Regions from separate parts of the Sus scrofa genome. Here all the other regions are linked to region 2. A link is a contact called in public HiChIP or PLAC-seq data. All regions are on one chromosome and are shown on one strand. Each heading gives the region's core, a stretch centred on a gene start, on an enhancer-like site or on the middle of the called end of the contact. The rest is flanking DNA. Distances are from core to core; before and after follow the strand shown.

Region 1 (3,630 bases), core at 244-2,743, 300 kb before region 2:
CATGGGGAGACTCATTTTTTGGCAGCCCTAACCTGCTCAGTAATCCAGCCAAGCCCTCCCATTCCTCCCTCCTTTCTTCCTTTCAGGAAAGCATGTGCAAGTTCTCCGCAAAACGATGAATCTCTTCTCCTCAGGGGAATGTACGAGTCAGAAATGCTTTTAAAAAGGAAAGAAGAGCCAAAGCCTTTGCATAAGTAGGCCAGCTGCAGAGCCTCAAGGGGGGAGTTGGGGGAGAAACCTCCTTGCGGCTGTGGCCCCAAACCTCCCGGCTGCCACTTGTTTCCATTGTCTGCCCACAACCCCAAACAAGCCAGCCCACACCCCGGTGAGTGCACCCACTGTCATTTTCAGGAAAAGAGATGTTCCGAGTCCATCTTGGCATTTCTGTGAAATCACAGAAATAATTCATTGAATCACAGAACTGAAAGAGATGATCTAATCACTTTCATTTTTAAAATGATGAAAATGCAGTCGGGAGAGTCTATCTGACCTGCCCAAGCTCACATAGCTCTAGATACCTGGAACTAGATCTGGAATCTGCATCTTTTTATTCTGTCTTTGCCCTTTTTCTCGTGGGCTTGTAACAGCAAACCTGATGGTAGATATGCTTTCACCCCAGTTCTCTTGCTGTGGTTTTCTCTAATGTTCTCTTGTCATTTGAATAATGTGTAACCAGCATACAGTTGAGCTGAATCTGATTATGAAGACATATCTGTAGTACCTGTTAAAAGTAGAGATTCCTAAGACTTTCATTGGGAGGTTCTGGGATGGGTCTCAGGAATCATTTAACAAGTTTCCCAAGTGAATCTTATGATCAAGTCAGTTCAGGAAAAAACATGGTAGAGCAAAAGTTGAAAGAAAAAAAAATGTCTGTTTGACGGGCAGGGTGTTCCAACAAGAATAGAACGGGAGGGTGGAGAGGACCAGGAATTTTGCCTCCTAGCTGCTTTTTTAGTGGGTTAACCACTAGACCACACTTCCTCTCCAGGAGAGGCAAGGAATTAAAATCAAAGGTTTACCACTGATTCATGCTGCCTGCTAATGCTGCTTATTGCGCCATGCTGTGACCCTGCACTCTAGGGCTTGGAAACAGATGTGGGGAGTGAGCAGCCTGAGGTACTGAGGGGTGGGGGAGGCCTGGTGAAGGCAGACAGCCAGGAAAAGAACTTCCTCTGCTGCTAAATTTCAGGCAGGAGTGGAAGTCGGTCTAAATTGTTACCATGCAGATTTGGAATCATTTTTGCAATCGCCTGGCTCCAATTCCAGGTTTGTGCATTCTGCAACAAGAGCTGAAAACTTAGTAATGCTCCTGACCTGACTTTTGCCTCTGCCCTCATCTGAATGCCTATTATGAAGTTACACATTTAACTCGATGGTCATTTCAGTAGGCAAAAGAGTTTTGTTACCCTCCTTGGCCCCCTCCCTCTCCATACACACTTTTTAAAAGGAAGTACAGAAGAGGTAAGCAATTTGACTAAGTTTAAACTAATTTCAATATTGTGGTTGTTTGATTAAAAATGCAACCAAGCCATTTCAACCACTTCCGGACTCCCTTCAGTATATTCTTATCAGGCAAACAAACAAAAAACAAAACAAACAAAACAAAGAGAAAGATTTATTTTCTCCCATGAAATGAATTTTTAGGTGTGTCCTCAGACATGTAGTATGTAGTTTACCATGTCAATGTTTATCAAAAACACACAGCTGTTAGGTGTTAACTATGTATTCTAGAAATAGTTTTTGTAACTTCTTTACTAAGCCGGAAGCTCTGTGAGGGTGGGGCGGAAATTGCAGCTTTGGTTTTCACTAGACATTGCAATGTGGAAGTGCTTAAGTGCCATGGGGTAGAGGAACTGGATTTCAGGTCCAGAGGGGTTAGGATTCCAAAATTTATCAATAAAATACAGGACAGCCAAAAAAAATTAAATTTGAATTTCATATTTCTTTAGTGTTAGTATAGGTATGTCCCATGCAATGCAATATATGAGACACACTTATACTAAACAATCATTCATTATTTCTGATATGCAAATATAACTGAGCATCCTGTTGACCAGTTTGGCAACTCTAGCACGGGGCTTCCTCATTAGCACTAGAGCCTCCAGGATTACCTCAAAAATGATTAAAATGCAAACCCTTCCCTCTAGAAGGTTTCTAGTATAGTGCCTGAGGAGAAAGAAAGTCTGACTCCACAAGAGTCATGCTACATTGCGATAAACTGTATCACAAAAATGAAAAGAGATCTAGAATCACAGGGCAAGGAGCCACAAAACAAAACCGCCATACCCATGAAGGTTTCTCAGAGCTGGTACGCTTGAGCTTGGTTTTAAAGGATAAGCAGCTAATCAGATGGAGGCATGGAGGTTTGAAAGAGTGCAAGTTCAGTGTGGCTGAAGCATCTCCTCTGTGTGTATAGGACTAGGGGTCAGAGTTGACAGGCATCCAGAGGTGAAGTTTGGAAGGTTGCCTAGGGTAGCCTTGTGAAGTGCCTTTATGTCATGTTGAAGAATTTGAAACTTATATTGATGGGTAGAGAAGCCAGCAAGTGTTTTTCAGCTGAGTGGCATAATCATCTCTGTTTTTGAAAGATAATTCTGGTGACAGATTGGAGTGGGCAGAACTTGTAGGCAGGGAGACCAATTAGGAGTTTATTGAAATAGCCCAGGCAAGAAAAGATGAGCTTATTTCAACTAAGGCAGTGGTGGTGGAAATAGTGCAGAAAGCAAAAATTACAGAGACATTTAGGTGGTAGAATCAATACAGCTTGGTGATTGATTGCATAATGGCAGTAAGATAGAGGAAGAAGTTAATGTACTATAAGTCTCCAGATAAATAATGGGCCTTATTTTTACTCTAATTGTCAATCTGTAGAATGGAGCAATAATACTTTATTTACTTTGCCAGGCTACTGTGAAGACCAATTAAGATTATTTATGTGAAAGCAGCTTGTCAAATATGAAGTGGTATAAAAATTTATTGCTGCTAAAGAATGTGCATCTATCCCAGTAGACTCTAAACTCTTTCAGGGCAGAGGATACATTTTATTTATCTTTGGTCTCCCCTAGCGTGCAGCCTTGAATGTATAGATAACTAATGCATGTTTGGAGCATTGAATCAAATTTGAAATTCTGCCATACCAAACCAAAATAACAAACACTTTGTTTACCATCCTGTTGGTGTGTGTCTGGAAGTACATAACGGATCTAGTGAAAATGCCAACAAAATCAGGGCCACAGTTTCCAGGAGAAATACCCACTTAAGTAATGCCGAGGCTGAAGGAAATCCTTTTCTCTTGATTCAAAGATACACCAAACACTGAGGGCCATCTTAATTACCCAGATACATTTCCTTCCTTACATTCCTCCCATTATAAAATAGTTAAAATCCTAAACAAATTATCTGCTTAATCTGCTTGGTAGTGTCTCTATGAACCACCATACTTGGCTTAGTTTGGGTGAGGAACATTCTGTCCTTATCTCTATATCCAGTATCTAGCATCATGCCTCAGCTGTGGTTGGTGCTTAATAACCGTTTTAACTGAAAGATGATAATTTCCAAATTGAATACAACAGAGACTTTGACTGAGTCTCTATTCTCAACCAAGCAAAATAAACTGTAATTGTGAATCAT
Region 2 (3,476 bases), core at 952-3,451:
AGCCTAGAAATAGCAGCCACTTTTCTCAATAGTCTTTTCCTGTTCCCGCTTTCAAAATCATTCCCCTTTTTCACAGCTTCAGGGTTAGAGACAAAACAGCTGTGCTTTATGTTTGAAAACTGCAACTCACATTCAAAATGTGACAATCCCAGTGGAAAGCCTGTTTTCAGCACTTTTTTTTGGGGGGGGAGAAATAGGCAAAGCTTATTCTTTTATCTTAATTTAAATTTGTGTGCATTTTAATTACACAAGTAATAGTTTTTCATTGTTAAAAATTTGGCAGATGTAGAAAGCAAAAATAGGAAAATAATCACCAATGAGCCAAAAAAATAAAAACCTCCCAGAGACCATCTTTTCAGCACTTTAAAAGTCCTCTCATCCATATTTTTTTTTTTTAGCAATAAAAACTTTGCTTCAAATGAAATCATATCGGAAGTCCAATACACAAACAGATGAAGCTGATTGGGTTGGACAGGAGGCGGGAGAATTGGGGCCCAGCTGCTCAACTTAAACTTCCCTACCCACAGCAGACCCATCTGCTGGCCGCTCAGCCTTCCAAAGGCTTGGGTGAAGACGCTGCCCCAGGTCCTTCCTGTTCAAAGCTTGGACCCTATAGATTCACTGCCAAAGGCATTCTCAGCTTAGCACTCTGGCTGCCTGGGGACACGAAGGACATATCCTATTTGGGCATTGATGGGCCTTTCAACTGCCACATATTTCAGCTTTTCTCAGAGTCCATGTTACCCCCAGTCTATTGTTAACCTGGGATTCGAACATTCCCTGAAAACTGTATATCCATAGCTTTAATTAGTGTAGGGTTCTTGCAAATTTTTTTTTTCCATCATGAATGCTATTTTTAAAGATCTCAGCAATTTCCAGTTCAGCAGTACAATAGAAATCTTTGCATTTCCACAGGTAAAGTTTGAAGTGCTAAATATTTAGGAACAAAGGAGAAAACAATTTGAGTACAAATTTTATTCCCCTTGCTTTTAAGCTTGACCTTAGTGTGTGTTATATTTTTTAAACAGCTGATTGGCATTTTCCTGCTTAAATTTACATTGTCTTACATCTCCTATTTGAATACCACCATTATGAGATAATTACAAAGCACATAAAACTAACCTGAGAACAAAAATCAATGGCAGTGCACTGATTTCTAATAAAGATTATGCTTTTTTTTTCTGTTGCTAGTATAATTCAGTACTCCATAAGTATGTGAAAAGATCTACTTCTGAAATTTTTGTAATTTTTGTAATTTCACCTATTTTAAATAAACTAAGATTTCTTTCAAATGAAATCCCATGGGGCATCCTTTTTAAAACGTGGTAGTTTGAAATGTTAGTGCTTTTGTTATGTGACTGGAAGTCTCTTGTTTTGTTGTTTTATGCATCCCATCTGAGCTCATATTTATTTTGCATTTTCTAAATAGTTGGGCCCATTGTGTATTGGATGCTCTTGGTTAAGCACTTGTTTCACACGGGAGAGACAGGTCTCATTCTTGGACTGATAGAGACACAGCTGATAGAAACACCTCTCAACTCCAGAACACTGTCTTGGTCATGCTGAGCAGTTTGCAGCATTTAAGGCTTCTCTGCTCTTGATGGACCAGGGCTGGTTAGTGACTCTGCCTCCATCCCTATTCCATTACCCCATTACCCACTTGAGGGTCTTTGCCAAACAACATGCCATTCAGAGCAGTCTGTGCCGCATTTATCTTTGATGATAAAATTATGACAATTAAAAGGATAGATTGAGATGAGACCCTTAACTTCCTTCCCCTCCATGTAAACCTCAATTAGCTCGCCTCGTTTAATATCCCTTTTTTTTTTTTTTTTTTTTTTTTTTTTGTCTTTTTGCCTTTTCTAGGGCCGCTCCCGTGGCATATGGAGATTCCCAGGCTAGGGGCCCAATCGGAGCTGTAGCCACCAGCCTATACCAGAGCCACAGCAACGCCAGATCAGAGCCGCGTCTGCAACCAACACCACAGCTCACCGCAACGCCGGATCGTCAACCCACTGAGCAAGGCCAGGGATTGAACCTGCAACCTCATGGTTCCTAGTGGGATTCCTTAACCGCTGAGCCGTGACCGGAACTCCTAATATCCTTTTATTTTCAGTGATTGTTTCTAATGTAGAACTGCAGCGCTGGGTGCTCTCTTCCTGTTAGTGTGTGTTCACTAACAGGGACAAGACAAAAGGCAGAAATCCATTGATCAAGTTTTCTTTCTTTTTTTTGACCGCCCTGCAGCACATGGAGTTCCCTGGTCAGGGATCAAAGCTGCCCAAGCCGCTGCAGTGACAATGCCGGGTCCAGTGCGTCACAAGAGAAATCCAAGAATTTTAAAGGACAAAATTAAGACAAGAGGCAGCATCTGTGACTGCTGAGTTTCCCTCTGCTCCGTGGAGCTGGGCTCCCTCTAGCGGCTCCGCGGCGATTTGGGCTCCGGGTCCCCTTGGGGCTGCACCGCCTGCCAGCTGGTGGCTCCCGAGTATCCGTGTGTTTGTTTGAAATAGAGAATGGCTGCATCTCTTAGAAATCAGTCGTATTCTTGGCTTTTTGTTCCATGCTGCATGGCTTTACATGAAAAAAGTTCCCTGAGGCATGGGAAAAAGTAGGTAATTGACCCTCTTCATTGTCTCTGGTAGTTAGGTGCCTGCTCTATTCAGATGAATCTTGACCTTGTTCTCCCTGGGAGAATACAAGTGAGATCACATGGACAGAGACATTAAGGTGTGGGTACAGGGCACATGGTCCAACTCCTGAGAAACCCAGCTCTTTCTGAGCGCACGCCTGTCGATCTGTGCTCCAAAGCCCTTTTGCTGCAAGAGAGCTAAGCATTTCTTTTAACCTCCTGAAGCAATGTGGGTATATCTTAGAAGTCTTGAGGCCCTAGAAATTTCTTCTGAGTTGTAGATTATCCTGTGAGTCCTGGACTCCTTTGTTTCTGAACATGAAGTCTTGCACATTATATGTGCTTAATATGTGTTGACTGGAGTTCCCGTTGTGGCTCAGTGGATTAAAGACCTGATGTTGTCTCTGTGAGGATATGGGTTTAATCTCTGGCCTGGCTCAATTTGTTAAGGATCCATTGTTGTCGTGGCTATAGTGTACACTGCAGCTGCAGCTCCATTAGACCCCTAGCTCGGGAACTTCCCCATGCTGAAGGTGTGGCCAGAAAAAGAAAAATATATGTCGATCGATAAAATAATGAATAGGTACTTATGTGTACATAAATACCTCTGGTTTCACAGGAAAAAAATGTATTATTTCAGTTGCACACTCTCCCTTCAGAATTACTGAATACTTGAGAATCATCCCTGATACGATAAACACTGTGTCTAATAACAAAGTATTCCTATTGTTCAGCCCTTCTTGGGGGACAAACTGAAAATCTGTAGGTATAGACCACGCTTGCTCCTAGACTGATAGAGTTCGTTTCAGTCTGGAGTGCAGACCTGTGATCAGTAGGGATGTGG
Region 3 (3,518 bases), core at 692-3,191, 260 kb after region 2:
AAGGGACAAAGACCTACTGCATAGCACAGGAAACTATATTTGATATAATAACCTATAATGAAAAGAATCTGAAAAAGGTATGTACATATAAACCCGAATCACTCTGTTGTACACCAGAAACTAACCCAATATTGTAAATCAACTATTCTTCACAAATGTCATGATTACAATGTAACCATGATTTGGTATTATTTATTTATTTTTTGGTCCAGGCATGCAGTGGCTTGATGTGGGATCTCAGTTCTCAGACCAGGGATTGAACTCGAGCTGCAGTGCTGAAAGAGTCAAGTCCTAACCATTAAACCACCAGAGAACTCTCATCCACACTTCAATTAAAAAAAAAAAATCTTGGTTCACAAGATAGTGCCATCTTTTAGCATGGTAGACAAGTTCCTTTACCACCCAGCTGCAAGGTCAGGTCCCTCCAGTCTCTGTCAAGTGCCCTATTCAGCTGTCCCTTGGTATCCATGGGGGATTGGTTCCTGGACCCCCATGAATGCCAAAGTCTGTGGATGCTCAAGTCCCTTATATAAAATAGTATTTTATATAGGTGTAGTATTTACATATAACCTAAGCACTTCCTCATGTATACTTTAAATCCTCTCTAGATTACTTATAAAACCTAACACAACGTAAATGTTATGTAAATAATTATAAGTACTACATAAATAGTTGCAAGTACAGTGCAAAATCAAGTTTTTTTCTTTCCTTTCTTTCATTTTTTATTTAATTTTTTAGGGCTGTACCTGAAGCATATGGAAGTTCCCAGGCTAAGGGTCAAATCGGGGCTGCAGCTGCCAGCCTACATCACAGCCACGGCAACTTGGGATCTGAGCTGCATCTGTCACCTAAGCTGCAGCTCACAGCAACACTGGACCCTTAACCCACTAAGAGGGGCCAGGAACCCACATCCTCATAGAAACTATGTTGGCTTCCTAACCTGCTAAGCCACAATGAGAAGTCCTCAAGTTTTCTTTTTGGAAGCTTCTGGAATTTTTTTTCCCCAAGTGTTTTTGATCCTTGTTGGTTGAATCTGTGAATACAGAACCCGTGGAAAGAGAGGGCCAACTGTACTCCTACATCTATCTGGAGATCTTAATTAAGCACACTTCTTTGTACTTCTGTCGAGATGTTTCCTTTGCCTGTGATCCCCTAACTTACCTTGTTTGCTCTGGAGCTTGACATTAATTGATGCCCATATACACCTCCCTCCACAGACACCCAAGTCCTTCCTTTACGAGCTGAATGAACTCACCCCAGTTACTCAGCTTATCTGAGCTTTGATTCCTCATCTTCGAATTGGAACTAATAATAATTCCCAAAGGTGTGGATGGTAGTGGAGGAAGTGAGATGGAACACAGTTCTCCCCAAGACATGACTTTACTTAAGACTAGGATGAGAGGACATTAGAGGAGGCAGTGGGAAAGCTGCGTCTGTTCAAATGCATTTGAAACATCTGTGGCCAGAACAAGAGACAACGGAAGAGAGGGCCCAAAGATAAGGCCTTTTTAAAAATGTGTTCCCTCTCCTGCACGCTGGACTCTGCCTGCCCCTGCTTCTGATGTAATTTCCAGTCCAGCTGATGAGAGGGTTAAGGAAAGTTTTTGCAGCATCTGGCACAGGGATGGACACATAGAGCTCAATAAATACTAGTTATGACTGTTATTTTTTATTTGTTTCATCAATGCTCCTGTGGTGTTCTGTGCATAACATATTACATTATTTATTTGAGGGAGTTGCTTACCTGATTGGCACTCTGTGTCCTCATCTGTGAGATGAGAATGAGAACAGTCTTACCTGTTATGGTGTTGAGAAGACAACCTGAGACAATACGTTAAGCACCCAAAGGAGAGGCTGTGAAAATCAAGGAACATGCATGATTAGCTGGGCCTAGTAAATCAGGTACCTTTGGGAACAAATGTGTTAAAGCTCCCTCTAGTGATCCTCTGTAGAAGTGCAGCCAGTGCCCCCAGCTTGTGATTCATGGGCACCCACCCTGGCGCTGATTGAAGGCACAAATAGCAGCAAGAGGCCTTTGAGCTCTGAGTCTTCCAGCCTTTGCTTACTTCCTGGGATTGACTGGGAGACTGAAGGAGAGACAGAAGGATTTCAACTGTAAAAGTCATGAAAAACATCACATATCATGTGCCCTGAGACAGACTGTGCTAGCCTTCCCTCTTGTAGTGAAATTGCTTGTGGATAGGAGACTCTGGAAAAGATTCCTTTTCCAAAGTGCAAACCAAATAAAAGTAAATGTGTGTATCATTATATTCAATTGAACTTCTTCAATGCCCTCTAGTTAGTCTGGGTAACAGGTATTGATCAGAAAGAAGAGTTACTAGGGATTGTATTGAGGTCTATGCAGCTCAAAAACGTGCAAGGGGATTAAGGGTACAGGCTGAGGTCTGAGGGGGAAAATGCACACCTCAACCAAAACCCTTTTGGTTTCTTAGCCCCCCCTGTGTAACTCACCACTTTTCCACAAGTCTGCCTTTTGATGTCCCTTTTTTTGAACTATTTCCCTACAAAAGCAGCCCTGGGAGGATGACTAACCCTGGGAGAAAGAATGCCATGGGGCCAGGTGGAGAACATCAGGCTATCAGCCTGTGGAGCTGGAGAGAGGATAATTCAGGATTGTCTTCCTTCTCAGAGGACACTGTGTCTCTAGGAGCCATGGAAAAGGTGAGGCTGGACCAGGGCTTACTGGTAACTGTCTCTACCAGTCCCTCTCTTGGCCACCTTTCTGCAGTCACAGCCCAGGCAAGGGTGCCTCGAGGGAGAAGGGATCTGAAAGAATTTTATTCTCAGACCTTGGGCATGATACTCCAAATAAGAAGGTAAACTCTGATTTCTTCCTCAAAGGTACTCAGTAGGATTCGACCTGGTCTTCCAGGGTACATGCAAAGAACCAGAGCAACCTTCGCTCAAAGCTTGGGACCTTCTAAAAGCAGGATGCATCACGGGAGAACCATTCTGTGTTGGTCTTAGTCTGAGGTGGGAAAGTATTGGGGCGAGGGGACGTGGTGATAGGGACCCAAGAAGGAAGTGTGTGCTACTGCCAGAGCAACTGAAGAAAATGCTAGCAGTTCTTATTCTAGAAGCAGCTTACTCTTCAGGGAAGCAAGGACATGCTTTGACAGGGTTTCAAAGGGAAGAACATGAGTGGGATTCCCATGAGGATGTGGGTCAGGGAAATAGGGCAGAAAATGTCATGTGGTGGCCTGATGGTCTGGTTTAGACATATGCTTTGCACTTTGGAGCTTCACAAACCCAATGTTAGGGAAAGTCACTGAAAGGGGAGAGGGATCTAAGCCTGTCCATCAGGCAGCGTCTTTAACATGCAGCAAAGTGTAAAAAGCATGCAGTAGTCTAGCCTAATCCATGGAGAGACATTCCAAGACTCCCCAAGGATGCTATAAACCACATATAGTACAAAACCCTATCTACACTATGTTTTTTTCCTACACTCACATACCTACGACAAACTTTAATTTATAAATTAGGCACAATGAGAGATT

The links. HiChIP or PLAC-seq counts read pairs in DNA pulled down with a chosen protein or histone mark.
Region 1: an H3K27ac HiChIP or PLAC-seq map of skeletal muscle shows a contact between it and region 2, with 6 times the contacts expected there. The contact joins two enhancer-like sites. A contact is called at or near these places in 2 of 2 datasets of contacts at active chromatin or transcription factors (alveolar macrophages and skeletal muscle).
Region 3: an H3K27ac HiChIP or PLAC-seq map of alveolar macrophages shows a contact between it and region 2. The contact joins two enhancer-like sites. A contact is called at or near these places in 2 of 47 Hi-C or Micro-C datasets (embryonic fibroblasts and epiblast stem cells) and 1 of 2 datasets of contacts at active chromatin or transcription factors (alveolar macrophages).

The regions. Positions count from the first base shown.
Region 1 is chr1:133,148,459-133,152,088 of Sscrofa11.1, reverse strand. No RefSeq gene overlaps it. Among named protein-coding and RNA genes, the nearest start is that of SPRED1, 130 kb to the right of the region's middle. Within about 2 kb of position 1,493, at least 37 of the 83 cell types and tissues checked have an H3K27ac peak or open chromatin away from gene starts, as enhancers often do. A contact at or near this core is called in alveolar macrophages and skeletal muscle, where this site is marked.
Region 2 is chr1:132,853,161-132,856,636 of Sscrofa11.1, reverse strand. No RefSeq gene overlaps it. Among named protein-coding and RNA genes, the nearest start is that of FAM98B, 36 kb to the right of the region's middle. Within about 2 kb of position 2,201, at least 10 of the 83 cell types and tissues checked have an H3K27ac peak or open chromatin away from gene starts, as enhancers often do. A contact at or near this core is called in alveolar macrophages and skeletal muscle, where this site is marked.
Region 3 is chr1:132,594,719-132,598,236 of Sscrofa11.1, reverse strand. No RefSeq gene overlaps it. Among named protein-coding and RNA genes, the nearest start is that of RASGRP1, 110 kb to the left of the region's middle. Within about 2 kb of position 1,941, at least 3 of the 83 cell types and tissues checked have an H3K27ac peak or open chromatin away from gene starts, as enhancers often do. A contact at or near this core is called in alveolar macrophages, where this site is marked.